Regions from separate parts of the Mus musculus genome. Here regions 1, 2, 4 and 5 are each linked to region 3. A link is a contact called in public HiChIP or PLAC-seq and promoter capture Hi-C data. All regions are on one chromosome and are shown on one strand. Each heading gives the region's core, a stretch centred on a gene start, on an enhancer-like site or on the middle of the called end of the contact. The rest is flanking DNA. Distances are from core to core; before and after follow the strand shown.

Evidence for each region. Promoter capture Hi-C pulls out the DNA fragments that hold promoters and counts their contacts. HiChIP or PLAC-seq counts read pairs in DNA pulled down with a chosen protein or histone mark. Capture Hi-C pulls out chosen DNA fragments and counts their contacts.
Region 1: a contact with region 3 is called in a promoter capture Hi-C map of liver. The contact joins the promoter of Tusc2 here to the promoter of Atrip-trex1 in region 3. A contact is called at or near these places in 1 of 39 promoter capture datasets (liver), 3 of 115 datasets of contacts at active chromatin or transcription factors (double positive thymocytes, pancreatic cancer cells and thymic regulatory T cells) and 1 of 9 other capture datasets (liver).
Region 2: a promoter capture Hi-C map of liver shows a contact between it and region 3, with 2.9 times the contacts expected there. The contact joins the promoter of Rbm6 here to the promoter of Atrip-trex1 in region 3. A contact is called at or near these places in 4 of 39 promoter capture datasets (erythroid cells, liver and pre-B cells).
Region 4: a contact with region 3 is called in an HNF4G HiChIP or PLAC-seq map of pancreatic cancer cells. The contact joins the promoter of Mst1r here to the promoter of Atrip-trex1 in region 3. A contact is called at or near these places in 1 of 39 promoter capture datasets (liver) and 1 of 115 datasets of contacts at active chromatin or transcription factors (pancreatic cancer cells).
Region 5: a contact with region 3 is called in a promoter capture Hi-C map of erythroid cells, with 9 times the contacts expected there. The contact joins the promoter of Nbeal2 here to the promoter of Atrip-trex1 in region 3. A contact is called at or near these places in 3 of 39 promoter capture datasets (cranial neural crest, erythroid cells and pre-B cells), 2 of 484 Hi-C or Micro-C datasets (B cells and CD4 T cells) and 1 of 115 datasets of contacts at active chromatin or transcription factors (pancreatic cancer cells).

Annotation. Positions count from the first base shown.
Region 1 is chr9:107,561,357-107,567,151 of GRCm38.p6, forward strand. It overlaps Tusc2 (tumor suppressor 2, mitochondrial calcium regulator), which reads left to right and starts at 1,899. Exons shown (of 3, transcript NM_019742.4): 1 at 1,899-2,176; 2 at 3,220-3,340; 3 at 3,491-4,752. The coding sequence starts at 2,031. The coding sequence ends at 3,556. It overlaps Rassf1 (Ras association (RalGDS/AF-6) domain family member 1), which reads left to right. Exons shown (of 6, transcript NM_001243748.1): 6 at 43-911. The coding sequence ends at 189. It overlaps Gm9917 (predicted gene 9917), which reads right to left and starts at 5,609. Exons shown (of 2, transcript NR_166687.1): 1 at 5,168-5,609; 2 at 1-2,557.
Region 2 is chr9:107,869,714-107,875,572 of GRCm38.p6, forward strand. It overlaps Rbm6 (RNA binding motif protein 6), which reads right to left and starts at 3,106. Exons shown (of 21, transcript NM_011251.3): 1 at 2,936-3,106.
Region 3 is chr9:109,072,033-109,077,888 of GRCm38.p6, forward strand. Atrip-trex1 (Atrip-Trex1 readthrough) reads right to left here and starts at 2,065. Exons shown (of 14, transcript NR_153412.1): 1 at 1,627-2,065; 2 at 575-705. Atrip (ATR interacting protein) reads right to left here and starts at 2,092. Exons shown (of 13, transcript NM_172774.3): 1 at 1,723-2,092; 2 at 575-705. The coding sequence starts at 1,972.
Region 4 is chr9:107,902,831-107,908,800 of GRCm38.p6, forward strand. Mst1r (macrophage stimulating 1 receptor (c-met-related tyrosine kinase)) reads left to right here and starts at 4,059. Exons shown (of 19, transcript NM_009074.2): 1 at 4,059-5,550. The coding sequence starts at 4,315. It overlaps Mon1a (MON1 homolog A, secretory traffciking associated), which reads left to right. Exons shown (of 6, transcript NM_028369.3): 6 at 32-309. The coding sequence ends at 172. It also overlaps the pseudogene Gm23856.
Region 5 is chr9:110,651,321-110,657,382 of GRCm38.p6, forward strand. It overlaps Nbeal2 (neurobeachin-like 2), which reads right to left and starts at 2,841. Exons shown (of 54, transcript NM_183276.2): 1 at 2,577-2,841. The coding sequence starts at 2,627. It overlaps Ccdc12 (coiled-coil domain containing 12), which reads left to right and starts at 5,183. Exons shown (of 7, transcript NM_028312.3): 1 at 5,183-5,338. The coding sequence starts at 5,243.

The DNA of each region.
Region 1 (5,795 bases), core at 649-3,148, 1.5 Mb before region 3:
TTCATTGCTGCAGCCCGTGTATCTCTCCTCTGCCCTTTCCAGTGGGATGCCTTCAGCATGCCTGAACTGCACAATTTCCTACGAATCCTGCAGCGGGAAGAAGAGGAACACCTTCGCCAGATCCTGCAGAAGTATTCTCGTTGTCGCCAGAAGATCCAGGAGGCTCTGCACGCCTGTCCTTTGGGGTGACCTTGGGTCTCCATGGATGACAGGAGGAGAACAGGCAGTGCAAAGAGCGTGCCGTGTGAGTGTGACAGGGCCTGTGGGGCCTGAGGAGTGCGTGTGCATGGAGGTCCTCCTCTGCTGACCGGGATGAGCCCAGAGAACAGGGAAAGAGCCAGCCGTCTACCTGTGGATATAGTGGGGCGGGGCTTTGCATCCCTCTGCCCGTATGTACTGGGTCATACTCTGCGTAGCTGCTCAAGTCACAGGGTCGCAGCTGTGAGAATCTTAGAGACTCTACAGACAAAACAAGGTTATATTTTCACGGGTAAGAGACCTTACCTATGGAGAAAGATTGTTTTGAGTCATGAATGGGTCTCAGGATAGCCCTATCAGAGCCAAGGGTAGCTGCTCAGAATAATACAAGCAATTAAGGTAGAGTCTGGGGTTCCCTCTTACCGTGCCTTCTGACTTCCAAACAAACACCCTGGGGTCAGAGAGGGCTGGCCAGTACAACAACTACAGTGGCTCAGTCAGTGCCTCCTCTAAGGGAAAGGTTGCTGGACCAGACCCTCTTCTTGTTTGCCAAAGCCAGAGTCTCCCTCAGATATTTTTGATGGAAGTGTATGAATGTATGTAATGTTTTGTGGCCTCAACTGAATGTGGGGAAGGGATGGGGGTGTGACAGTCATCATCAGGGCCTGATGCCTGAGAGAATTGGCTGAATAAAGATGTAAGAATTTTTCTGGTTTTGGACTCTATAGATGTGGGCCCCCAGTCGGGGTAACACCTAATGAAAGACTGCCAACAAAGATTGACACATCCAGAGTGCACCCTCTCCAAGGTCGCAGTGGGACCAATATGTTCAGGAAATGTATGCCTGTGGATTCAGGTGTCTTTCAACCCTCCAGGGCTCAGGTCATGAAGAGACAAGAATAAGCTACAGTTACTACACAGGAAACTTTTTTCTCCAGGCCAACTCAGAGAAACCATAGCAGTAACCCCTTCTCCAAAAAACTACTCGTGGGTCCCACACTTCACATGCTACCAGGGGAAAGCTGGTAATAATTATTTTCCTGAAGAATGTTCTCTGGTGAACTTACAACACTTAGTTTAGGTTCCTTCAGACCTCAAATATACTCTTAAGAAATTGATCAAAAAAGTTTTAAAAAGAAGTTTGGCTCCCTGTGCGGTTGGTCACTCCTTTAATCCCAGTATTCGGGAGACAGGCATTTGAGCGTCAGCCATTTATACATGGCAAGTGCCAGGCCAGCTAAGGCTACATAGTGAGACCCTGTCTCCAAAAGAAAAAAGAAAACAAAAACATTAAGCAAGATCCGTAGTTTCTTTACAGGCAAATGTGACAACTGCAAAGACACAGTTGTGAAAACAGCCAACCTTAGCCTCAGACAGGCCTAAGGTCCCTTAGGGGTGGAGGGGTGACCTAATTGACTATTGCTACTGGGCCGGAGTTTTGGGCGTGTCAGGGACGTAGAGACAACTATACCGGGTCCGACCTTAAAGTCAACAACAACACATTACCTCCGCCTTTCTGGAAGGGAGCTGTCCCAGCTGACCCTTGGGACCCATAGGCTTCTGGGACCTGGAGGCAGCGCATCCTGTGGTGGTCAGCCTCTGAGAGTGGCCATTGGTTCTACACCACAGACTGACGAGACCTTTAGCCACTCAGAGGAGGCACCGTGCAGGACGCGCGGAAGCGGAAGTGAGGTTTCCGTGGAGACAGCAGAGCCTGCGGAAGGCGGCGGCGGCGGCACCTGCGAGTGGAAGCTGGGGCAGGGCATGGTCGCGCCCGCCGCGCTGTGAGAGCGGAGCGGCCGCTGGGTCCGCCATGCGCCCGCGGCGCTGACATGGGCGCCAGCGGCTCCAAAGCTCGGGGCCTCTGGCCCTTTGCCTCCACTCCGGGGGGCGGCGGCCCAGAGGCGGCAGGCTCCGAGCAGTCTCTGGTGCGGTCTCGAGCCCGAGCAGTGCCTCCCTTCGTATTCACGCGCCGCGGGTAAGGGCATGGGTATCTGCCTTTGGGAGGACATCCGGGAATGAGAAACGCCCCCCTACATTTGAATCAGACGACTGTCATATTTTGGGTCCCAGTCAAAGCAAGGAGAAGGGAAAACCAAGCGGCGTTCAGCTCTTGACCGCCCAGATGGTCTTTTTAGAGAATTGCCTGAGGTTCGTCTCTTAGGGAGCAGCTCCATAATTCAGCTAAGACGGCCTCTAAGAGTCTTAAAACCTCCCTTTCATCCAACTCAGCCTGCAAATTAAAGGCATTTATGTCCCTTCTGTTCTTCTAAGCCTTAGAAGAAATCTAAGGGAAGATGACCTTCTGTTTAGGTGTCTTGCCTTCCTCACTGTGAAGTTGGACCTCCGAGAATAGTGTCTGGAAAAGCAGAGAAAGGCGTCAGTGTTGAAGGTGGGGCCACAACAAAAAAAGTGCCCTCAGCCAGTTGGGTTCTCTAGATCTGGAACACTAACCTAACCTTCTTTTTTCCCAGGTGCTCACACAAAATGGCCTGGACCTAGTGAGCTCCTAGGGACTGGCATTCCCTGTGATGGAAATTTGACCGTAAATACCAGAAAGACCCAACAGTGTCGATTAGACAGTGCCAGCCACTGGGGAATGACTTGGAGTGCAGCCTTCTGGGCTCAGACATCCACCATCTTGGTCTTTGGCCCTGGACCAGCAGTGTCTTTAGAAGTGAGACCAGTATGCCCAGGCCACTACCCCACCCACTCCATAAATAAGCCCTAGGTGAAGGGCCTGCTACTAGAATCATGACCTTTGTGAAACAGACCAGTGGTGAGGACTAACTTTAGTTGCCTAGAGAGGGTGCTCTGATGTGACATCCTGTTGGTATGACAGGGCAACAGTGGCCTTGTCACACTGCCTGCTTCCCTCCGGGCACCAAGCAAAGAGTTCTTCCACGGAGAACGCACGTTGTGCGTCTTCTCTTGGGGTTCAGCGTACTTCCCTGTGGTCTGTGGCCCTTGCCAAGGCCAGGGATGAGGCTCCAATCCAGCCTGTTCCCCTTCTCTCCACAGCTCCATGTTCTACGATGAAGATGGAGATCTGGCTCACGAATTCTATGAGGAGACAATCGTCACCAAGAATGGGCAGAAGCGAGCCAAGCTGAGGCGGGTACATAAGAATCTGATTCCTCAGGTGAGGGTCCGAGCAGTGATCATAAAGCCTACATCAGTATGTCAACGGAGATACAGATGGGGCTTTCTGGGGGAAGAGCTGGGAAGAACAGAGAGGCTCTTAGCATAGAGGCCCAGAGCTGATCTTCACTAGCCTCTGTTTCCATGGCAGGGCATCGTGAAGCTGGATCCTCCCCGAATCCACGTGGATTTCCCCGTGATCCTCTATGAAGTATGAACCTGTGTGTGGCATGGCAGACACGAGCACCCACTGCCCCAGCAAGAAACTCCCAGGATCAAGGTGTAGCTTCCATTCAGGAGTCCAGGCTGGTGCCACAACCTTGAATAAACTAAACTCCGTTGGCCCAGAACCTTCAGTTGTAAGAGGGGTTGTCCCTCAGTGTTAACTGGTATTGGCGGATGTCTGAACAATAAGAGGTTGGTGGCTGGTGAGGGCTAAGGACAGAATTACCAGCCCGTCTCCCCCAGCCGCTTGTGGGAGAAGCATGACAGGAGACACGTGCCGGTCAGGAATGCCTGGTTCCTGGTTACCTGCCTGACCTGCTTTCTTCCAAGCTTGCCTAGGGCCCAGCCCTCCTAGAAGCTACAGCACTTTACAAGCAGAGTCTGCCTTCTTCCAGCCCCTGGGCTGTAGGGGCTCTACCCAAGTGGGAACTTCCTTTTCCTCACTCCCCTTCCCCCCTAGTCAGAGCATTTCAGCCGTTTGCTACCTCGATTCCTCCTGTATCGGACAGACTGGAGATACATACCAGCCTCACCCTTCCTGCCTACCTACCACATGCTCCCGCTCTTAAGCTGGACACTTTGCTGGCTGTTCAATAAGAATGAGGACCAGTGTGGGAGGCTTCTCCTTTCACCCAGGGCTGGACTGATCTCTCTTGATTTCAACCAGTTGCCCTCAAGTTGAGAGGGTACAGGCCGGGGTCAGGACAGGCTACTGACGCCTGTACCTGTGGGGACTTGCCCCAAACCACATATTCGTCGTCTCCCTTGTCTTTGCACCAGTCCCACAAATCCCCAGTTGTAGGGGAGAGGCAGTCCACCACCTAGTGGTAAGAAACGACTGGGGCTGGTGCCAGTAGCTATGAGGAGCCCATCCCCCCCCTTCTCCTTACAGTATCTTTACCCCTTCAGGGTCTGTTAAGAGAAAGTACTGGAGCTCCTTGGTAAGGATAGAAAGGAGGGGAAAATACTTAAGAGGCATAATTAAAATGTGAAGGTTTGTAAATAGTCTAGACTATGATAATGTTGGGGCAGAGTCTGATTTCTATACAGAGATGGCTTTAAAAAAATACTTCCTTGTGGAAGCTCTGTGCTTCTAGAGTGTGGGAAATGGCTTGGGACGAGTGATCCCCAGCACAGGAAGGCTGTTGTGTTATTTGTTCAATTTCAATAAAAGTTATTTGTAGACCCTGCACACGAGAGTGGCGTCCAGTGAGACTTTAACATCCAGTTTCTAGACTGCTGATCCGGTAAGGCTAGCAAACCCTTGCCTGAACATTGCCTGTAGCAATACCAGCCGTGGCCAACAGGTGGCTGTGTCCAAGAACTGTCTCCAGCCCTCTCAAGACGCAGAGGGCCACTCACCTGTCCATTCTGTCTGGGAATTTGGAAACAGAAGGTCGTGTGGGATCCTAGGGAGATTGCCCTAGTCTGAGGTGTGAGTGTAGCCACACAGTTGTGAGATGGTTCTGGTCCCAACAATACCAGATTATGTGAAGTGAGGTTACAGCCTAAACCCCACAGATCAAGGCCTAGCTATACTTGAACAACAGACACTTCCCACCATGGCCTTGGCCTCCTTCCAGGCTCTGAAGTCCACACTCACCTGACTTCCCAGGCAGCCATCAGAAGGGAGAGCACAGGCTCCTGCTGCAGCCTCTATCGTAGGGCTCGGCCCAACACCTCCTCCGCCCTCTGCCGCCAATGGACGTTCTGCCTACGTTTCTCAAGGTCGGCTATGAGCAGGTTCTCTGCTCGCCTAGCCTTTGGCCATAATAAACTCAAGACGTTTTTAAAAAGCAAAAACAAAACAAACAAACAAAAAAACCCAATTAGGAAGCAGGAGTTCATCAACTCAGGGCAGTTGGCCTTCAAGTTGCTCAAAGCTGGAACTGGTCAAGTCTTAGCCTGTTCAACATAGATTTGCGGTTCTGTAGACCAACTGTCATCCCTGTAAAAAGCCAGGAGTTAGGTTCCTGTCCAGGAGCCAAGGCTCCCCATATCAGGCAGTATCCTATCTCACCACTACCATCCTGCTCGGGAAACTCCCTGTCCTGGACCTGCCTAGCTAACCCCAAAGCTATGAACAATAGGAGAGTCAGGGCAGTGTTTCCCTACTCCATCCGGCTGGGCTAGGCTCACTTCCTTCCTGCTGGCAGCCTAAGGAAGTGTCCCTGCCCTGGACAGTCTCGCCTGGACTTTGTTTTCCCAGTAGTCCCCACCCTTGGAGCTTC
Region 2 (5,859 bases), core at 1,856-4,355, 1.2 Mb before region 3:
AGATAAGACAGCTGCAACATAGCCCAACTAGCAGGTCATAGGTCCCAGGGAGAGACTCTGTCTCAAAAAAGGTGGGAGCAGGTGAAATGGCTCAGTAGGTACCTACTGCCAGGCTTGACAACCTGAATGAATTTGATTCTCACAACCCCCATGGTAGGATAAGAGAACCAACATCCACAACTTGTCCTGACCTCAGAGACTGAGACAGAACTATAAGTTTACATTAGCTTGCGCTACATATACAAAATTATGATTTCAAAGGAAAATGAAAAAGCAACAGTGATGGCTATTATTTAGTGAACACTTTCTGTATACCAGACCCTGTCCTAAGAGCATTACATCTATTACATAATAAATCTAAGCTGGCCGGGCAGTGGTGGCGCACGCCTTTAATCCCAGCACTCGGGAGGCAGAGGCAGGAGGATTTCTGAGTTCGAGGCCAGCCTGGTCTACAGAGTGAGTTCCAGGACAGCCAGGGCTACACAGAGAAATCCTGTCTCGGTGGGAAAAAAAAATCTAAGCTGGGAACATAGCTCAGTGGGAGATCGATTATCAAAAATTCGCAAAGCTATGGGTTCTTTTTTTAATCCCACAAGCTTGGAATGGTGACCCATGGAGGAAAAAGTCCAGTACCACAATAAATAAATAAATCTAACTCACCAAAACAACAATCCTACATGAGATGGCTGTATTCATTAACCTTATTTCTGATGAATAACTGAAGCTTGAATAAGTTAATTTGTCCATTGTCTGTGTTAGTGAAGAGTACATGGATTCAACATCTGATTTCTGAAACTCTACAGTTATCAACTCTACTATACCGAGTTGCACACCATGATGAATTGTTATAAAACAGACTCACACCAGGCTTGTAGGCATGTGCTTTTAATGTCAATACTCTAGAGGCATAGGCAGACAGATCTCTCTAAGTTGTGACCAGCCCAGTCCTCATAGCCAGTTCCAGGCCAGCCAGGGATGAATAGTAAAACCCTATCTCAAATAAATAAATTAAAACTTTTCAAGCCGGGTGTGGTGACGCACACCTTTAATCCCAGCACTTGAGAGGCAGAGGCAAGTGGATCTCTGAGTTCGAGGCCAGCCTACAGAGTGACTTCCAGGACAGCCAGGGCTGCACAAAGAAACCCTGTCTCGAAAAAAACAAACAAACAAACAAAAACAAAAAACAACAACAAAAAAACCCTTTTCAATAGTTTTATTATCTACTTAACTCTGATTCTGAACCAAGTCATTAACATCATTTTATACATCTATGCATGGTGGCAAATTTCTGTTTCAAGAGTACATTTTGAGCGGAGTATATAGTATAGTAGCAAAGGATTTTAGCCTAGAGTATATATATTTAATAACCTTCCCCTAGCTAGGAATAACAGCTGCCAATTGTAGTGCCTAGAAAGTTCAAGTGGAAAGATTAGGAGTTTTTTTTAAGGCAAGTTTAATTCAAATCCAGCCTGGCTATGAAAGACCCTATGTTGTGGGGGGTGAGGGGGGTGGAAGGTGGAGACGACAATAATAATTCTCACACCAGAAATTCTTGTGAAGAGCCACAAAAACCTGCAGGTAAGAATAAACTCAAGCCTGATAAGAAAATTCTGTAAAGAAGGCTGGTCCTAGTGGTAGATAACTTGCGCCCTGGATTCAATGAGCAGCAAGGGTGTTCTGCTGGTTGAGAACTGAGTCCTACCTAACCTGCCTTATAGACCACATACACTATAGATAATCCTATAGATTTTATAAGCAGATAAGCATTTATATAAGTGTACTACTAGTTAAGGAGCTAAATAAAATTCAGACTCAAAGTTTTTAGGGTCTCAATGCAGCTTAGGGCGCTTCAAACCTGACATCCTCCTGCCTCATCCTCCTAAACTTCAGGATTAAACTCCACTAAGCCTGGCAGTAGATTCAACCACTATGTTTCCTCAAGTTAGTATTTTAGTGCTAAGTTACTTTCCACATTGTCATTAGCTGTTGACACTTTCCCCTTTGATTCTCACAAGCTTAGTAATGTTAACTGTGACATATTTAGTCAACAGGAAGTTGAAAACTAACAATCCTAAGGCACAATCCAGAGTTCAGAAAATGACCTGGGTGATCAAGCGGATAAAAAAGAAAAAAAAAAAAACCTACTCCTTAACTTATATCCAATTAGTCTGAAATTAATAAGAATGCCTAGGGTGGGGGTGAGGGGGAGGAGAAAATATACAAACTACCTCAAGTATATGTGCTCTACAAATAAGGCCTTTTGTTTTTAATTAAGAAACGCAACCCCACACTTGAATTCATTAGCTCAACGTCAATTATAAAGTTAAAAGAAAAGCACATTATTAACAACGCCAAAAGGAATCTAAAGCACGAATATGTGGGAACATCACTCTCCTCCTACATTCGCCCAACCGGTACAGAACCCACCAGTCACCCTCGCCCACCTCCCGGTTCTACGGGCCCGTGGGCCAGGTTCTGAACTCTCGCACCTTCCTGGTTGGGTGTCTGGGTGGGCGGCCAAGGTTACTTGCAGGGCACAAGAGTTCCGTATCTAGTGATGTCTCTCAGGACAAGATCACAAACACAAGGGGAAAGAGAAAGAAATCTCTCCTGCAGCACCACAGAGCTGAGCGCCAGAACCGCTGCCACGCGCGGGTCCCTCGCCCCACAGCTGGCCGCTCCGCGCTGGGACCGGTAATTCTACAGCCGCCTCGGGCCCCGCCCCGGGCCCGCGACCGTTCCGGGGCGTTCCTGCCGCGAGCGGCGCCTCCCGCGACACACGACTGTTTTCGCAAGCGAGCGAGGCCGCGGCCGCCCCGTGTCTTCGAAGCCACGGCTGCTAGGCCGCGCGGGCCCGCGATTTCCAGAGCCGCCAGGCCCGCTGACCCCGTCCCAGAAGCTCGGGCACGCCCTCTCTCCTAGCCTGGGCCCTTACCAAAGCAGCGTAGCCGCCGCGGCCCGCTTCTCCTCCTCCTCAGAGGCCGCCACGGACCCAGCGTCCCGGAGACCGGAACTTCCTCCCGGTGGGCTCCGGCTTCCACAAAGGCGTCGCGCCACCGCCTTCAGCGCTGGGCCCGCCGGGAGATGAAGTACGGCCGCAAATCCCGCGGCCTCCTCTCCCGCCGTGCCCTGCGCGCAGCGGCTTTGACGGCTGGTGGAGCTGCTGCCCAATGGAAAGGCACGCTGTTAGCCACTGCCCAATTAGAAGGCACGCTTCTCCGCAGGGCCTGCCGGGAGTTATGGTTTGGCTTCAGTGCTGTCACTGCTTCTCTGGTGTTTTCCTCGCAAGTGTGCAAGGGGTCCGGGTGGCTTAGACAGCCTAGTGACACACCCTGCCAGGTGCTGGGGGACGGTCCTGCCTTGCCCCTTGGGAAAGAGAGAGATTGTCAGTTCGGGTGCAGAAAATGGGAGGAGATCTTTCCGGTCTTATTCCGTTACGGCAAAGGGCTGCTGGCTTTTCGGCTACATAAATAAGACCCCTTCTACCTAAGTCCAGAGAATAAATGCAAAAGTACTGCTTGAGTTGAAGTATTAGGACCCAAAGACTCGTCCTTTTTTACCTTCCGACAGACTTCTGGTCAAACACTCCAGGCGGAAATCATCCGTGTAAAAAGGTTCAGTAGCTCAACCCATTAAAAAAAAATAATAAAACTTGTTTCTACAGGTCCCGCTAGCTCTAGGCAATAAATGTAGACACGCGTGACTCGCCACAAAAACTGCACATCGTAATTCTAACGGAAAGAAAGCAAAGTAACTGTTGATACGCAACCTCTTCCAGAATCTTCCAGCTAATGATCTACCTGACTCCCAAGTTCTCAGGTAGATTGTCTATATTGTGAGGGGTTTGCTTATCCCAGCCACCTGGTGCCTTGTGTGTATGCCCTGGCGATATATGATATTGTAGCCTAATTCGATTCTTCAAGGTCAAAGAAAGACACTTGGAGAAACAGTTCATCAGTTAAAAACACTGGTTGCTCTCCAGAGGTTCAATTCCCAAAAACTACGTGGCGGTTCACAATCCTCTGTTCCTTCAGTTCAAAGAGATCCAATGCTCTTTTCTAGCCTCTGAGGGGACTGTACATATGTGACAAATAAAATATCAATAAATGCTGCTGCCATAAATGCCCACTGGAAAAAGCTGGGCATGGAGACAGGAAGTGATGGTGCAATACTTTAATCCCTCCACTCCAGAGGCAGAAACAGATGTACCTTTGAGTTCAAGGCAAGCCTGTTCTACAGAGTGAGTTCTAGTACAGTCTGGGCTACAAAAAGGAACCCCTGTGTGATGGTTTGCATATGCTCAGCTCAGGGAGTGGCACTATTAGAAGTTGTGACCCTGTTGGAGTAGGTGTGTCACTGTGGGTGTAGGCAATAAGATTCTTATCCTAGCTGCCTGGAAGTCAGTATTCTGCTAGCAGCTTTCAGGTAAAGATGTAGAACTCTCAGCTCCTCCTAAGTCATGTCTTCCTGGATGCCATGTTCCTGCCTTGAGGATAATGAACTGAACCTCTAAACCTGTAAACCAGCCCCAATTAAATGTTGTAATTTCTAAGACTTGCTTTGGTCATGGTGTCTGTTCACAACAGTAAAAACCTAAGACAGAAGTTGGTACCAGAGACTGGGGTATTGCAGTGACAGACCTGACCATGATTTTGTTTGGAAGAATGTGGGTTTGGGGACTTTAGATTTGGAAAGCAGTGGAATGCTTTAAATGGGGCTTAATGGGCTATCCAGTAGGAATATGGAAGACTTTGTTACTGAGAGTGATTTGAATGATGCAGACCTGGCCCAAGAAGTTTCAGTGGAGAATTTCAGTATGTGGCCTAGAGACTGTTTTTGTGGTATCTTTGTGAAGAATGTGACTACATCTTGCCCTTGTCTGAAGAGTCTGTCTGAGGCTAAGGTGAAGAGACTCAACTTAATTACATTGACAAAGGAAGTCTCAGAATTGCCCATCATGGACTTTATTGTTCTCTGGTTAAGTCTCATGAAGAGCATTTTAAACAAACATAGCATGCTGAGAAAGGAAAAATAAAAAAATAAAAATATATGATATATTAAAATATGTGGTATATCAAATTATTAAAGGGGCACCTGGAAGTAGAATGGAGCTGAATCCTGTGTTCAAGGATATTAAATTGAATTTAGGGAGTAGTGACCTTGGGGCAATATCCCACCCAGCTAAATTTAGGTCCAAGCGTGGTAGTACAAGCCTTTAATCCCAGGAGGCAATGACCAGCAGATCTCTTGAGTTCAAGGCCAGCCTAGAACAAAGCAAGTTCTAGGTAAAGAAAAATTTAAACCCAGGTTTGGTGGGCCAAACCTTTAATCCCAGTGTTTAGGAGACAGGCATGCAGATCTCTGACTTCAAAGTCAGTCGACAGAGCAAGTTCCAGGACAGCCAAGCTTAGACAATGAAGGAATTGGAAAACAGAAAGCTGGTGATAATGTAATAGAACGAGAGGCCATTTTCCGGCCCAGCAAGCAGAGAAAATGGCAGCCTTGGCCAGGTGGCTCTGGTTTTAGAGTCCAGAATAAAAGAGACTACTGGGAAATTTGATGCTGGTTAGTTGAAGCTAAGAAATTAGTGGAGATTAAGAAGAGACCAGCGCCAGGTGGTGGTGGAGCACACCTTTAATCCCAGCACTTGAGAAGCAGAGGCAGGCAGATTTCTGAGTTTAGAAAAGAAAGAGAGAGAGAAAGAGAGAGAGAGAGAGAGAGAAGAAGAAGAAGAAGAAGAAGAAGAAGAAGAAGAAGAAGAAGAAGAAGAAGAAGAAGAAGAAGAAGAAGAAGAAAAGAAGAGACCAGCATCACTAAAGTGAAATCTTCGGGTAGTGTTTTCTGAGAGCACAAAGAAGC
Region 3 (5,856 bases), core at 815-3,314:
AGGCACCTACAGATGGCCAGGTGAAAGATGTATGAGAGCCTGCAAAACTAACAAATATCAACCGCTAAGATGACATGTTCCTCAGATAAAGACCTAAGCTGTAGAGGCTAGAGAGATGGCTTAGCAGCTAAGGGCACTCACTGCTCTTACAGAGGACCCAGGTTCCGTTCCCATTACCCATATGAGGTGGCTCACACCAGTTGTGTTGATTCCAGAGGACCCAGCACCCCTGACCTCATGGGCACCTGTATGCATGCAGTGCATATAAACTTATATAGGCTCAGGGATATACACAGGGTAAATAAAATTTCAGGCATTCTTTCCCCAACCTTCTTTCATTTCAGAGGAATAAATCTAGATGTTTGTTTTATAGTTTTTATATATTTTACACATGCTTTTTAATACCAAAATGAATGAATTAGCTGCAAATACAATAAGTTAGGGCTGGAAGGATAGCCTAACAGTAGAGTGTCTGTGTATAGCATGTGTGAAGGTAAAGTCCTGAGTTCAATTCTCAGCATTACAACCAAACAGGCAAAACAAAACACAAACAAACAACCCAAAAGTCACATACCTTTTCTTTAAGTTCTTTGTATTGTATCTGAAGTACTTCTAATTCAAAATTATCTTTAACTGGAATATCTTCTCTGCTTTTCCTTATAGGACTATTTGGTAACCCATCTAATCGGCGGACCTTATGAGCACCTGTATAAAAAGTAGTTGCCCTTAGGTTGAGCATGGTGGCACAGAACTGCAATCCCAACACTTGTGAAGTAGAGCTATGGGGATCTCAAATTCAAGGCTAGCCTTGCTAGAGATCGAGAACCTGTCTGGAAAAAATAATCCCATGTATACTGCGGGGCTCAGTATGTATCCACCTTTGTCATAAAATGCAGAAGGAGTCACTCTTGAAAGCCAAGTTGAGAAAGACCCAGGTAACAGCTCCGAGCATGGTATAAACACATAAAGAATCCTTATGGCATAGCATATCTGAATTCTCTCGCTTTATACCTCACCCACTTTCTAGACTCTCAGCTCATAGCTGAACAGAGATTGCACTGGCTGTGACTCTACCATAACTACTATTTACTACAACATGTTAGGCATAGGATCTGCTGGTTTTAAAGACTGATGGTGAACCAAATGGATACATTCCAGGGGGAGGTGGGGCTCCAGGGATGGAGTAAGGTAGAGTACCGGGTGATGTAGGGCCAAGGAAGGGGGAGGCAGCATTGCTTTGTGCCATTTCGTGGAAAGTTGCGTCTAACCACTGCCGCATATGACAGCTGGTCAGCAATGAGTGTTTTCCAATGCCTGGTTTTCCATGCAATATTGCTGGAGAGATGGAGGGCCAGCCACATTTCCAGGGATAATCCTATTTTTCAGATGCTGTAAGTGCTAAGTACATTCGCAAGGTGCCCATCAAACCCTCCTGACACTTAACTTATTCCCCAAGAGTGTAAGCTCTAAGAAGAAAAGCAGCTTTGGCATTTCTTGCCCATTGCCTGTTTGCCATGCCTAACCTTTGGGCAACTGGCATTTTTGTGTAAGACTCTCTTTCATCTCTTGCCTCTGTCAGACGCCTTCTAATGCTCTTCTGCCCAAGGGTTACAATGGGGTGCATACCATCTAAATGGGAGGCCATTTAACATTCTGGATGTCTCACCGCCAAATCAGAGGTCTGCACCACCCGCCGGGGGAAAAGGCCCCTCAGGCACTCACTGGACAGGTTCCGAGGCGCGACGGGACACTGGCTCAGGGCCTGTGACGCGAGGATGTCGAGTTCCTCTAGGTCGTCCGCAGTAAATTCCGCGTGCTCACCGAATGGGTCTTCGGGGTCCGGGACTGTGGTCTCAGAGAAGCTCCGGGCCCGCTTGCTCGGAGGGTTCTCAATGGATCGAGACAGACCGGGGAAAGGCTCCAGGCCGCCACTCTGTTTCCTGTGGCTGTTCGGTGCGGGGGTCCCGGCCATGACTACCTTCAACCCGCAGCATCCGAAGACGCCAAGCACAGCCTTGTCCACAGAAAGCCTGAGCTGGCCCAACCGCCCGCGCGCCGCCGTTCCCCTCGCCTTCCAGCGTCTCCCCAGCCTGCGGGCCAATCAGCTGCCAGCTACCGGGCACAGATGGGTGACGTGTACAGAGCGCGCCGTTACCCGGGACAGGCTCCTGCGTGTCTGGGCTCAGTACGAAGGGGTCCCCGGTGATGCCAGGGTACTACAGTGCTGTCAGGATTATCCCGGTTGCGAGATCGAGGAGCGTCTGCCCGACCACACCTGAGGCGGTTCCCCGTGGCACTGTGTAGAATACAGAGCCCTAGAGAAGCAGGCAGCGTTCAGGGGTCAGCTCTCCCTGACCTCACTCCTCGCGGCTGACCCACCTCTCTCATGTCCAGAGACTCTTTTAGGGAGGAGGCTGGGAAGAGCAGACTTGGGGAGGAGAAGGAATGCTTTTCTTCCTGGAAGCAGAGATCTTCCAGGATAACAAATGTTTCAAGTATGTATATTTGAGAAAAAAAAAAAAAAAAAAAGGCTGGGAAGGATGGTCTCGAGAACGGCGTGCCTATTCGGAACTGCTCCAACTGTTAACTTCCATTTATTTCTTGGAGAGTCTTTATGTCCTGAGCGCTGGTTGCGTAGAGACAATGAAGCTCAAGAGGTCAAGGAAGGCTCGCTGGGAGTGGTCCTTGAATTACCCAACAGATTGAGGGGGAAATAGCAAGAAAAATGGGTTAGGAGGCAGACGCATGATGTTTCTGAGAAAAATTCATCTTCGACAAGGATGCCAGGTGGATGCCTCCTCTTTGCGACAGACTTCATGGAGGAGCAATGATTTGAGTTGGGCTTGGGTGTATGACTGGCTTTTATGAGCTGAAGTGGTGGGCAGAACAGATACCAGAAATGGCGGATTAGCATTGGAAGGCAACAAGATCAAGACTTTTCTACTCCGTTTGCTCAATGCCAGACTTAGTTTGTGAACCTACCAATGTTTGCTGAGGCGTTGGGCGGAAAGGAGAGCGCTCAGGCTTAGAATGCCTTAGGCCTGCCAACCCACCCCCACCCCACCCCTGCCTCATTATTTTTTATGTGTGTTTTACCTTCATGTATGTATGTGCATCACATGCATGTATGCCTGGTGCCTACAGTGGTCAGAAGGCATTGCATCACTTAGAACTGCCTTAGTTTCTTGATTCAGCTGCTGGTAGTTTTCCCATAGCTGCCCAACATAATGTTGAATGTTCAAGTCTCCCAGCAGCCCCCCACCCCCTTTGGTTATATGTCAAGACATATAACCAAAGCTGGCCCAGAACTCCAGAATGTCCTTCCTCCCGCTGAGTGCTGGGATTATAGACATGAGTTTTTGTTTGTTTGTTTTGTTTTTGTTTTTTGTTTTTGAGATGGCCTCAAACTTCTAATCCTGTCTCAGTCTCTAAAGTGCTAGAATTGTGAGTGTGGGCTACCAGGCGTGGCTGATTGCCCAGGTTGTAATAGCTACGATCTTTGGTTCTGGAAACAGGACATTGTCAGGAGGGATTACGTTCTACCAAATAAACGAGAAGTTTTGGGGGCAGGAGGCTATGACTGCTGATAAGTATTTTCAGCAGCACCGGGCTAGGTGCCAGCTGACAAGGCCCTATGGGCTTTAAGCCCAAAGAAGATGCTTTTTGGAGATGACCAAAGCAAGCTGATTTGTTTGTTTTATATTTGGGTGTTTTGCTTCCATGTAGATCTGAGGCCAGAAGAGGGCATCAGCTCCTTTGGAACTGGAATTACAGTGAGCCATCATATGGGTGTTGGGAATTGAACCCAGAACCCCTAGAAGAGCAGTGAGTGCTATTAACTACTGAACCATTTCTCTAGTCCCCAACCCAGTGTTTTAAAATTTCAATTCTCCTGCATCAGCTGCCTGAGTGCTGAGTTTACAGGTATGCTAGCTGGTCTTCATGGTGCAGGCCTGTAACTCCAGCTACTCAGGAACTTTAGGCAGGGACATCACAAATTCAAGGCCTGGCTGGCCCTAAACTAAATCAATGTCACCATGAGCAATTTAGTGAGAGCCTGTCTCATGAAAGAAGATAATATTCTTAGGGAAAGCATACTATTGTTCCCAGTTGTATGGATAGCCTAGAAGGCAAGTCAGAAGTCCCGTGCCTCTCAACTAGGTGTCTCAGTAAATACAGACAGGGGTTGGACAGTGTTAAAGTATTTGCTTAGAATATTCAAGGCTCTGGATTTGATTTCCAGCATCCTGTTTCTCCTGAATTAGGGTTACATTGCTAGGCATGGTGGCACAAACCTGAAATCACAGCACTGGGGAAGCTGAGGCAAGAAGATTCTTTTTTTTGTTTGTTTGTTTGTTTTTGGTTTTTCAACACAAGGTTTCTCTGTGTAGCTCTGGCTGTCCTGAAACTCACTTTGTAGACCAGGCTGGCCCCGAACTCAGAAATCCGCCTGCCTCTGCCTCCTGAGTGCTGGGATTAAAGGTGTGCGCCACCACGCCCAGCTCTGGCAAGAAGATTCTAATCAAGGCCTGTCCATCAGTCTGTGCTACAGAACCTGTCTCAACCCCTTCTTCCCAAACAAGACTGTTTTCTGTTGTGGAGTTTCTTTACTTGGTGGTTGGTGGCAGGTAACGTCTGGCAAGAACATGATCAGGGAAGAGTAACTATCAGTTTTTCTTCAGAACTGGGGTCTGAAACAGAAGGCTCTCACTGAGCTACAGCCCCAGCCCTCGCCCTCTTTTTACTGTTCTGTCACCCAGTCATGCTTTCAAGTTATGATCCTCGTGCCTCAGCTTCCCAAGGAGTTAGGATTTTCTAAAGGAAGAGTTGGTGAGAGCACAGCAAAGGCTTGGGTGTCCTCACCACGTTTTAAGTCTTCCTCTGTGCATGCTTGCTGTGTGTGTGCCTGTTTCCTCACCACTAATGTCTAGTAAAAACAAAGACGCCAGAAAACAGAGGTGGGCATAGTGGTGCATGCCTTTAATCCCAGCATTCAGAGGCAGGCCTGGTCTACATAGAGTCCCAGGATAGCCAGGGCTGCATTGAGAGACACTGTCTCAAAACAAACAAACAAAACCCAAAACTGAGGCTTGCCTTTACCTCAGATCTCGGTGGCTGCAAATGGACTAAAGGGTAAATGGCAGAAATCAGAAGAAATGGTGCCCTATAGAGCTGCAGCCCTATGGATCAAAACCCCTTTGGGGGTTGCACATCAGATATTTATGATTCACAACAGTAGCAAAATTAGCTATTAAGTAGCAATGAAAATAATTTTATAGTTGGGGGTCACCATAGCATGAAGAACCATATCAGAGTCAAGCATCAGGAAGGGTGAGAGCCTCAAAGCCTAACTGTTAAGAACTTTGGCTTTTTTTTTCTTTTAAGATTTATTTAATGTATAAGAGTACACTGTAACTGTCTTCAGACACACTAGAAGAGGGCCTCAGATTCCATTACACTTAGTTGTGAGCCACCCTGTGGTTGCTGGGAATTGAACGCAGGACTTCTGGAGGAGCAGTCAGTGCTTTTAACCACTAAGCCATCTCTCCAGCCTGGCTTTTTATTTTTTTCTTTTAGCACGGAAAAATGCTAAGCCAAGGAGAAACAAAGGATGAGTTATGAGTTGTGGTTTACCAGGGTCACTGTTTTTCCCCTTTTCCACGATGTGTGAGCACACATGCAAGTACATGGTGAAGTTTAAGCTTGGGAATTTTATCATTGAGGCAGACTGTTTCAAGTGAACTCAAACTTCACCTGTATGGCTAGGCAGCTGTCCATCTTGCTCTAGGGATCCCTTGTTTATCCAGGGATAAAGCAGTTTATCTTTAAACACACAAGCATGGCAACCCCGATATG
Region 4 (5,970 bases), core at 2,809-5,308, 1.2 Mb before region 3:
CCTAGATGATGACCCTTTGCCCCTCCTCCAGGTGACAGGTGCCTTTGAACTCTACATGTGCTACAGCCCACTGGGGACCAAGGCATCAGCTGTCAGCGCCATCCATAAGCTGATGCGCTGGATCCGTAAAGAGGAAGACCGTCTCTTCATCCTCACGCCCCTCACCTATTGATGGAGGTGGGAAGGCACTCTGGGCATGGGAAGCCATGGGAGCCTCCAGGTGAGGCTGGCTTCCCCTGCCCAGCCAGCAGGCAGGGACTGTGGGCTGGTGCGTGCAAGTGCATTAAAGTGGTTGAGAAAAACACTGTTGCCCTTTGTCATTGGTTCTTTGTTCTGTTTTGTTGGTAATTTTTTTTGTTTTGTTTGTTTTAAGATTTGTTTTGTTTATATTAGTACACTGTAGCTGTTTCCAGACACACCAGAAGAGGGCATCAGATCCCTTTACAGATGGTTGTGAGCCACCATGTGGTTGCTGGGAATTGAACTCAGGACCTTTGGAAGAGCAGACGGACTGCTGTAGGGAAGGCCAGGCTGAGCTGAGTAAGACAAGCAGGAATGACCTGGGCCAACTTCTGGGTAGGAGCCCTGGGCAAGGCAACCCAGTGTTGAGTATGATTGGCTTCCAAGTCTAGTCTCCCTATAGCCATGGGCCTCTGGGAACCATGCTTAGGCCTTCCCATGAAGAGCTGTCTGCTTTCATTCCTGTATCTCAGCCAGCCAGTTCATCAGCACAGCACACCAGGAAAGAAGCAAAAGAAGTCCACTTGATCTCTGGAGCCGATAGAAATAAATGTACAAGGTCACTAGATATGCTAGGTTGTTCCTCAGCCTGTCCTACATGAAGTGCTGTGGACACTCCAGGAGCCTCAGCAGTAAAGGACTGGTTCCATTCACTCCACCATAAGACCTTTGGGCCACCCAGGGCACAGTATGGAAGGCCCCCGACTTGCTCCTGGGGAGTTCTGATCCTGCTACAACCTAACTAGCATTGATTAGAGAAGCAGAAAGCCTAACTAGAGATAAGAGCGCCCAATGAATGTGGTCTTCTGACTGTCAGAACCACCTCCCTGCAGTCTCAGAGAGTAGGGCCACATGAGAGAACATGTATGAATTAGCACAGGCCATGTTAAGATGCACTGTGGCATCTGGGCGTACTCTGCAGCAGAATCGCTGTTTCTGGCTTCAGCCTAGATTGTGTGAGAATTAACATGGCAGCAAGCCTCCTTCCCGGGCTCTTAAGATCCTCAGAAGTACACACTGCACACTGCCCTGGGTCTCTTTCCTAGCTATTGGATGCTTTTCTTCAACTTGCTCTTGACCAGGGATTTCAGATCAACCCTTTGGAACCCGGGGCATGCAAAGTCAGACATCCTTGTATGTTCAGATCAGCAGTTAGCCCCTAAGTGCTCTGGTAGCCACTCTAGCACAGCTCAGCTTCTGTAGTTCAGTACTGATTCTGATCAGGAATAAGGAAAGAGGGTCAGAGATAAGCATGTGTACCTAGGACAGTAGGCATCTAGAAGTGCAGGGTTTACCTATTGGGAGCTCAGAGATGAGATGACAGGCAAGTAAAGGAGGTATTCCTAACAGAGGCATCCACATTTGGAAAGAGAACCTGTCCACAAGTCCAGGGATTTTCAATCTCTGGATAAAATTACAGCAGGCAAGTCACTTAGGACTTCAATCTGATGTGGCCATACTGTAGTTAGAGAGAAACCCACTAATGTGATTTCTGGGCTGGAAAAAAAAACTCGTCTTAACCTTTTGAGGTGTTCAGAGAGGTCTGAGCCCATGGAAGGCAAAGTGGCTAGCATCCCTTAGTGGTGAGAAGATGCCAGAGTAGTTTAAGCCCTAAGCTAGCAATAGGCCAAACCCATTGAGCTTACCTTATGGTAGTGCAGGGCCTCATGCCTACCTTGAAGGTCCTGCAGAACGCACAGATGAAAAATAACAAAGGGATTCTCCTGTGGGCACCACAGTTGAGAAAACTAACTACCCCCAGTAGAGCTTTGTCCAGGGGGTGCAGTCACCATCATGGCCATATGGTGGCAGCAGAGAACCAACTAATGGCCGATTCCACTCCATTTGGGCAAAGCCATCCAAATGTGTGAAGTCTGCCCCCAGTGTCCAGAAATGTCTCACAATTTCTGGAGGCAAGACAACATTCACAAGAGCCCCTGTCTGGACGCTGTGTGGAGAGTATTTCAGTTTTCTCTGCATGACTATCTTTAGACATGTTGACCGTGGAATACTGGAGGGGTGCCATGTTTTGCTTTGTGTTATTTATTCATTTCTGAGCTGGGGAGTCCTACCCTGGGGATGGAAGAAGAACACAAACTGTGTTGGGAGTGTGTACTAAGCCCAAGCTCTTGGTGGCCCATGAGATACATCTTCCGCAGGCTGGATATAAAAGGCCTTCTTTTTTATACAGTACAGAGATTAGCATGTCCCTTGTGCAAGGGTGACTCGCAGATCTGTGAAGGGTTCCATATTTTTTGATGATTTTAATTAATGCTATTAAAAAAAAAAGCTGGGGCTGGAGAGATGGCTCAGTGGTTAAGAACACTGACTGATCTTCCATAGGTCCTGAGTTCAATTCCCAGCAACCACATGGTGGCTGACAACCCTCTGTAATGGGGATCTGATGCCCTCTTCTGGTGTGTCTGATGACAGCAACAGTGTACTCACATACATGAAATAAATAAATAAATCTGAAGGAGAAAGAGAAGGAGAAGCAGCAGCAACAGCAGCATGGTAGCACACATGCCCAATACTTAGTCCTAGTACTTGGAAGGCTGAAAGGCTGAAGCAGGTGGATCTCTGAGTTTGAGGGCAGTCTGGTCTACAGAGTGAACTCCAAGACAGCCAGGAAAAACCTATTTTGCCCAGAGAAACCCTGTTTCTATGTAACAAAACAAAACAAAACAAAAAAGGCATCCTAGGATAATACCATCTCGACTATGAAAGGATGAAGGGATGGAGCACTAGCTAAGGCCATGTTAGAAAGGAGAAGCAGGCAGTGAAGTTTGTCCTGGGCGTGGAGTAGAAAAGGTAGAATTCCCCAGGGTGGGTTCCTCCCTCCCCAGCTCTCTTATTCTCTGCTGCCTAGGGACTCAAAACTGCCTATGACCACCCTGTGAGGAGCCCTCAAGAGCCCAGGTTCACGGAGCTAAGGCAGCTGCCTGGCTAAGAATACCTCTTCCTGCTCCATTACCCTGAGGTATTGAGAAAGCGTCTTACCAAGAGACAGCGGCTGAGTCCCGGGAAAGAGAGGTGGCAAAGCAGAATGGGCTTCACCCATCCTGGAAAGAGGACTCTGGATTCCAACCAACTACAGCTACATTCGTGTTTCAGAGACACTGGGTCCACAAAGCAAGGAGCGGATCAGAGGTGCCCCGGAATTCAAAGACCACACCTCTCCTGTACCAGGGCACCGGAGGAGAGGCATTTTCTACCGTCACTCTTCCCTTCTGTCCCATATATGCCTTCTCATGCTGAGGCCACAGTGACAGGATCCGAGCCAGAGGGCTAGGTCTTCACAGAAGTTACCTCCTCTAAGTATTACCACCCAGGGCGGGTCAGACTCCATTAATCTTTATGGGTCTTGGCACACAGGACAGGGCACAACATACCTTTCTCTGACACTTCTCTGAATAGGCACATGGAAAGATGATCTCTGACCACACAAGGTCTGTTCCATGTATCCCTTTCTGCAGCGCCCCCACCCCCGCATTACTCTGTCCAGTGCATTCCTGGTCTCCGTCTCCGTTCCCCACATGGTGAACTAGTGCCTGACAGTGTTCCTATGAAAGAGGGCCATGAGGAGAGAGGAGCCAGATTGTCCTGCAGCGTTCTAACCTCAACCAGATGGGTTGTGGGGATATAGGATGGTTCAGGAATACTCCTTCCCAGGTCACAACAACAGCCTTCTCACAGCTGGAAAGAGTCAGACAGAGCTGGAAAGAAAGCAGGGCCTTCGACAGGGCTCCGCCCGTAGCCCCGCCCCCAGCCCTGCCGCACCCACTGGGGCCCACCTCCCTTCGACTTTGATCCAAGTAGCTGTAGCAGCGGCAGCTAGAAGCAGCAGCTGGGGCCCCTGGTGAGGTGATCGTGCCATTGCCGTGTCCGTGGGTCCACAGCCAGGTGCTCAGACCACAAGCCAGAGAGAAAGGTTGGGTTTGCCAGGGACCAGGGCAGGGGGGCAGCTGCCCAGGAGCTTTCAGTACCGCTGCGTAAAGCTGGTCTCAGCTCGGACCCTGAGTCTGGTTCGATCAAGTCCTGGACCTTCTGGGATTCCCAAGGGGCCCCAGCTCAATGGGGCTGCCTCTGCCGCTGCTTCAATCCTCTCTTCTGCTAATGCTTCTTTTGCGGCTGTCGGCGGCGTCCACCAACCTGAACTGGCAGTGCCCACGAATACCCTACGCAGCCTCCCGAGACTTCAGTGTCAAGTACGTGGTCCCCAGCTTCTCCGCGGGGGGCCGGGTACAGGCCACCGCAGCCTACGAGGACAGTACAAATAGTGCGGTGTTTGTGGCCACACGCAATCACCTGCACGTGCTTGGGCCTGACCTGCAGTTCATAGAGAACCTGACCACTGGCCCTATCGGGAACCCTGGCTGCCAGACTTGTGCGAGCTGTGGTCCAGGCCCTCATGGACCACCAAAGGACACAGACACACTGGTGCTAGTGATGGAGCCAGGTTTGCCAGCCCTGGTCAGCTGTGGCTCAACCCTACAGGGCCGCTGCTTCCTGCATGAGCTGGAGCCTCGGGGGAAAGCCCTGCACTTAGCAGCTCCAGCCTGCCTATTCTCAGCAAACAATAACAAGCCTGAGGCCTGCACGGACTGTGTGGCTAGCCCCCTGGGCACTCGTGTGACTGTGGTGGAGCAGGGGCATGCTTCCTACTTCTATGTGGCATCTTCGCTAGACCCAGAGTTGGCCGCTAGCTTTAGCCCCCGCTCGGTGTCCATCCGTCGTCTAAAGTCTGATACTTCTGGATTCCAACCAGGTTTTCCGTCGCTGTCGGTGCTGCCCAAATATTTGGCCTCCTACCTCATCAAATATGTGTACAGCTTCCACTCGGGGGATTTTGTCTACTTTCTGACTGTCCAGCCCATCAGTGTCACAAGCCCTCCCAGTGCCTTGCATACACGTCTGGTCCGGCTCAATGCTGTAGAGCCAGAGATTGGTGACTACCGGGAGCTGGTCTTGGACTGTCATTTTGCACCTAAACGCCGGCGCCGTGGAGCCCCGGAGGGCACACAGCCCTACCCAGTGCTTCAGGCAGCCCACTCTGCTCCAGTGGATGCCAAACTGGCTGTGGAACTGAGCATTTCAGAGGGCCAGGAAGTGCTTTTTGGGGTCTTTGTGACCGTCAAGGATGGTGGCTCTGGCATGGGTCCCAACTCTGTTGTATGTGCCTTCCCCATTTACCACCTGAACATCCTGATTGAAGAGGGTGTCGAATATTGCTGTCACTCTTCAAATTCTTCTTCCCTGTTGTCGAGAGGCCTTGACTTCTTCCAGACGCCCAGTTTTTGTCCTAATCCGGTGAGCAGAAAGAGCGGGCCCCTGACCTGTGAGTACCCTGTGGAGCTGAATACGGGCTATTTCCTTGCTATCTCTGAAAGGGCCTGGGTGGGAAAAGGCAGTGGGCTAAGACACACAAATCATCAGCCATGTCCCGGAAGGTCACCCAGCACGAGGCTGTCATCCTTCCTGCCATCTGATTCTTTAAGATAGCTTCCAGGGTTGTGTGAGGAGGGGCTTACGTCATAGTTAACCCTGCCAGCACAACTTCCAAATTCCCCTCCAACCTGTCCAGTTCCTAGACCCTCAGGGACACCGAGAAAAATACAGACAGAGGCAAACACTCAGAGGGCAGAGCCTCACAACGGTCCGCAGCGGCTTGCCGACCAGTTCTACTTTCCTTTGAAGGCACTGTTTTGCTCTGCTTTTCAAAGAGGGGTG
Region 5 (6,062 bases), core at 1,591-4,090, 1.6 Mb after region 3:
GATGCTGCTTCTCTTCCTCCTCTTTCAGACAGGGTCTCACTTTGTAGACCAAGTTGTTCTGGAACTCATAAGAGATCTGACTGCTTCTGCCTTCAAGTGGTGGGATTAAAGGTGAAGAGGGGGGTGTCAGAATGAGAAAGAGAGAGGGGGGAGAGGGACAGACAGAGAGGAAGAAAGGGGGAGAGGGAGAGAGAGGAAGAGGGAGAGAGAAAGACATGCCATGTTCGCTGAAAGCTTGCTTCTTCTATTTCCTATTGCTATGTGCTCATTCCTGTTGTTCCTGGCCTCCAGCCCTCAAAATCCCAACTCTGCCTGCTGTGGGATAACTTCCTTGATTGGTCACTACCCTGGTCATCTTCTCATCCAGTCATTCAGCTAACACCCAGGGAAGGGAACACTTACTAAATGCTAAGTTCTGGGAAGCAAGGGCAGTGAAGGTTAAAAACGCTCCAAGAGGAACAACAGGTGGTGTTCCAGGTAGAGGGCCACCTGAGGCTTCCTGACCACAAGACCAAGGCTTGGGTGGCTAAAGGAACTCTCCTGGTGACTTTGCCTTGGTTTCCCCAAGAGGACCCTGAGGCACACCAACTGATTTATCTTCAGGGACACTCTGATACTGTCCCCTCCCTCTCACTCCTCTCAGAGCCCACCAAGAGGGCAGGACTCATGTGAGGAGGGAAGGCAGATCTAAATCTAGGGTCTTTTGGGGGAAAGAAGGGCAGGAACTAGGGTGCTTCCCCCTCTGTCCTCACCCAGACCCACAACTGGGGAAACAGGTTTGCCAGCAGATGGTAGCTTCTGCCGCTGAAGGGAGGGGCCACCTGCGCTGCTGGCTGGTTGGCTGTGGACTGACAAAAAAGGGTCTCTTTTTTCTTTTTGAGACAAGTCTCAAAAGACTGTTGCCCAGATTGGCCTCAGACATTTGGCAATCCTCCTGCCTCAACCTCTCTCATGCTGGCATTACAGGCATGTGCCATCATGCTGGGGCGAAGGGTCTCGCAACACCTGTCAGATCCGCCCTTGCCTTACACACCCCGTGACACACACGGCGGGTCCCTAGCAGCACTATCTTTCCTTGGGAACCCAGCACCGAGAAGTGGGACGGTGTTTTTGGAGCAGGCAGGAAGGCTGCACTGGGTGGCTGCCTGGCTTCCTCTCCCCAGGCAGCCCGGCCCCACCCGACTCCTGAGTTTGCTCTCACATCCTGGATTTATTTGTTGGCTTGGTCCCAGGCTGCCCCCTGCCTGTCTAGGCTTCCACTTCTACAACCAGCCAGCTTGAGCTCCATACCTAAGCCTTCTGGGAGGCGGTGGGAGCACAGCAGACAGAAGTGGCCAACAGCTCAAAACCAAACAGCCCAGCCACTATGAAAGGGTACAGTCCCAGGAAGCTGGACCAGAACATCTCCAGCAGCCTACCACCCAGCCTGAAAACCCAGCGGTGACATCTCTGCAGATTCATCACCTGGTTTAAGTTCTCTTCACATGGTGATCTCCCTTGAAGATGGAGATACAGGGGCTGAATGGAGGAGAGGCAGGCTTTTCTGACCTACACCAGCCATAGTGGCTCCCTCTCTACAAAGTCCAGGTGGCCTGAGGGTAAAACTGCGTTGATTCTACAGCCGGGAAGTAAAGGCTTAAAGGTGCAATGAGCTCGGACTTGGTTACCCTAAGTGGGACTCTACTACATGCCACCGGCCCAAGAAGACCAAAGAAGCTGTGGCCCTTCAGACTTAGACAAACCATCAGGCAGCCTCTTCAGAGGGCCAGGGTAGAGCATGAACTCTCCCCATATCCCTGCTCTCCCAGTGACAAGCTGTTCATGGACACACAATGGACCATTGTGTCCAGGGCACACCTGAGCTAGGCACCTAGTGCCAAGCAGGTGCAAGGAGGGAGGCATAACCCCGGGATCACTCCCTGCTTCCAGTGCAAAAGGGAAAGTGAGGCTTCTAGAGTTTGAGTCAGAGGCATCACAGCCCCTTCGCTCCCCTTCTGATACCAGCGGAGTCAGCCTGAAACGAGGGTCCCTTTCAGCCATCCCTCCTGACCTCACCATCCTCCCTGGCCCATTGCAGAATGGAGGTAGGCTAAAGTTGCTTCAAGTACAGTAAGAGCTCATCACTAAGAACTCTGAAGGAGTCTGAAGTGACGAACGTCTGATGTACTTGTCAGAAGCGGCACCTGCCGGATCCCCCAGCCTACATGACATTCTAGCCACCATGACCACCTATCGCGAATGCGCCTCTCAGGCGAAGCAACCAACCAGCAAACTGAGTCCCTCTCTTTCCAGGTCTCAGTTTACCCAGTTGTGAAAAGGGTGAGAACTGACTGGCCAGGGCAACTGAGGCTGCGCGGTCTCGCTGAGGACTTGCAATACAGCGCTCACCGGCGAACACTGTCCCCTGGCACAAATGCCCGAGGTAGCCCGGCAGCCAGGGGCACGCACGTGTGCGCGGAGCTGAAGTCCCGCGTGCGCGCGCCGATCTGCGGCCCCGGGGGAGCCGGACGCAGGTGCAGCAGACACTGCGTGCGCGGATCTGGGGACCCCGCGGACCAGGGGCGAGACGGGCTCACCTGCGCGTAGTAGAGCAGCCACAACTCGTAGAGCCGCTCCGAGGCGGCCATGGCCTGACCGGGCTCTGGCCCTGCTGCGCGCCACCTGTCGCCGCCTCCTCCGCGCCGCCCGCCGGTTGCCCCGGGCCAGGCCCATGGGCGGGAGGGCGTCACTCCGGGGCGGAGCGGCGCTACACTGCTGGGGGAAGTCCGCGGCTCCTGACCCTGTCGCACTTAGCCACCAAAGTCTACACGCCCCTCCTCCTCCTCCCGGCCGGCCACCGCCTGGCTTCCTACACTTGGTTGTCTGTGGCAGCGGCCACCGCCCCGCCTCTCCTAGGACTGTCCAAAGGGCGGGGAAGTCAGGCTGGAGGAGGAGCCTGGGGTCAGGGCGGCCCGGGAGGTCGCATGGAGCTCCGCCTCTCGCAGGCGGAGTCCATTCAGAGCCACTGGCAGGATTATTTCCATCCTCCCCAGTGAGGGGCCCGTAAAGGCTTTAACCCGAGTACAGAACCTATCGGGCTTGGAATTATCGCTGTTCAATGAAAGGACTGTGGTTCGCGTGGAGATGACTAGGGTCCTTCAACAATACTAATAATAACCTCGCCCATGACGAACACTTGTGGCACTAACTACGTGCAAGGTTCTGTTTTAAGAGCTTTATGGAAGACAAGTGCTACCTTTTAGTTTCGCCTAGTGTTGAGCTGGATGGAAGGAATCATCAGTCGACTGCAGGACAAACCTACCTGCAGAGGAGCGGCGTCCTTACCAAGTTTAGGATACATACAGTAGCCCACTCCCTCTAGGAATCCTGCCCAGGTGCTCCATTGCTGGGAGCCCCTCCTCCCAGGGCCCGGCACTTGTCAGTCATTTTTTGTTCCTTTGGCCTGAAGGAGGTGGGTGCCTCATGCCGGCTTTAATGAATGAAGAAACTGAGGCTCAGACAAGCCAAATGAGAATTGCAGGGACAGCAGGAACAAGGGATCTAGGCCTGGCTGAGTCATTTCTGGGCCACTGTCACCAACACCCTGTCTGTCCTTTCCTTGTGACTGGACTGTGAAGTGAGGGAGCCCCTGGTGTTGGGTGGGAACCAGCTTCTTTGTTAGGGGTAGGGGAAAGTTTGCTAGGTCCAGATGGCTCCTATTGGTCCTAGGGATCGATCAGTATGAAGCGCCCTATGCATCTTAGTATGAGCTTACCTTTCCTGAGCACAGATACCCTCTATGCCAGGGGCTGGCAGCCACCCCGTCTCCTACTGTAAGGGAAGGTCCCAGACAGAACCAGGTTAACCCAGGATAACACCGAGCTTAGGAAACGGTGACATTTGAAGGGAGCTGTTAGGGAAGATCATTCTCCTTTGGGCCAGCTTTATAACAGAAGCCCCAGACAGGGAGCCACGTTGCTCATGGGCTTGCCATCTCCTGGAAGAGGAGGAGGAGAAGAAAAGAAGCAAACGCATCTGTGACCATCTGCCGCAGTCAAACTCCTTCTTCTCCTTTTGTTTTGTGAGACAAGATTTCTCCATGTAGTCCTGACTATCCTGGAATTCGCTTTGGAAACCAGGCTGGACTCCAACTCAGAAATCCATCCACCTGCCTCTGCCTCTCAAGTGCCGGGATTAAAGTCGTGCGCCACCACGCCCGGCTCCGTCAACCTCTTTTTATACTGGGAGGAGAGAGTAATTCAGTGGCACTTATTCGGCCCTGGTTGCTGTTTGCTCTTTTTTTTGTTGTTGTTTGTTTGTTTTTCGAGACAGGGTTTCCCTGTATAGCCCTGGCTATCCTGGAACTCACTTTGTAGACCAGGCTGGCCTCGAACTCAGAAATCTGCCTGCCTCTGCCTCCCAAGTGCCAGGATTAAAGGCGTGCGCCACCACGCCCGGCTGCTATTTGCTTTTAAGCAGGTAAGGTAGCCTGACTCTGATTATGCTGCAGCTCCCGAAAGAGATGCGAGATCATTCTTGAGTTCAAAGGAAAAGGCCATGTAGCCAGGCCTCGAACTCAGCAGTTCTGGAGCCAGAGAGTGGATAGCAAGGCTTATGCGCAACAACTCATCAGGCGAGTGAGTGCAAGCTGCCACTGGCACTCTGTAGAGAAGGGAGAGGCTGACCTCAGAGTGAGTTGGGAATGAGAGTGGCCAAGGAAGGTTTCTGGGTGTTTGTCTGGTAGTGGTGCGTTAAGACAAGGTTATCTTACGTAGCCCAGACTGAACCCGACCCCATAATTTTGATGCCTCAGCCTCTGAAGTGCTGGAATTACAAACGTGCACCACCTCACCCGGCTCAGGGAATGTTTCTCAAGGCATTCGCTCTTGAAGAATTGGCACAAGTGGATAAGGATGGCTAAATATTCCAAGAGGGCAGTTAGGAGAGGTGGGTGGTGGTTAGGCAAAACCAGAGCAATCGACTCTCTCTATTCTCTTCCTCTCAGGTCTGATTCTATTTGCTTTCTCACAAATTAAGTGTCGGACAAATCGAATCTTAACGCCTTTGCCCACAACCCAGCCGGCTCACTCGCTGTACAGGTGCTCCAGATCAAGGGGCGTGGACTTTTGTATCAACTCAGCATTGATTGGTTCTCAGGGCTTCCGGCTCTCCATTGTCTCCCTTGGATTGGCCGTAAGACATTCTCCTGCTCACTGAGCCTGCGCGAGGCAGAAGTGAAAAGGAGGTGGGGGCCTCCGAAAAGATGGCGGCTGCTCCTGCCGGTGTGGGCCGCCTAGAGGAAGAGGCGCTGCGGCGGAAAGAACGGCTGAAGGCCCTCCGGGAGAAAACCGGGCGCAAGGTGAGGCACGGTGGAGTGAGAGCTGCGGGTATGGCGGCCAGTGCTCTGGGCCAGTGGGAAGGCGGAGGATTACCAGGGAACCACTGAAGCCAAAGTGCGCGTGCGCGTAGCGCATGCGCAGTGGGACGGCGCTGACCTCTGAGATAGGCTCGTTTCTTGAGTGCAGGGGCGGAGCTCGCGCGTGCGCCTTAGGAAGTCGTTTTCGGGCGACAACCCAGATATTTTATCCATCATGGTAGTTGTTGCAAGGCCGGCTTTTAACTACATGTTTGTTGGGCTCGGCGGTTTTTTTGTTTATTTGTTTGTTTAAGTTTTTGATTGGCCCCATTGGCCGTGCCTTCCAACACCTACCACCAGGGCTCCCTTGGGTAGGACAGCTAGTGACCTTTCTGGGTGGACTGCAGGGAAAGAAGGCTGCCGTTTCTTTCCCGTCTTGGCTTACTAGTCCTATTAGTTGCCAGATTCGAAAAACACTTTTCCTTCCTTTCGGTAGCCACCGAAATATGGTCTGGATTCATCCTTACTTGCTGGTCTTTCCAAAGAAATGAAATTCACTACTTGTGTGCAGATTTTGGCTGTGTCTTTCGACACGGTGAGACTTAGGACAAATTGTTTCATGTTCCTAAGCCTGTTTGTTTGTTTTTGTGTTTGTGTTTTCACTTCTCCAGTAGAGGAATAAATAACACAGTCACTTTTGTGGGTTATTTTGCCATATAATAGGGAA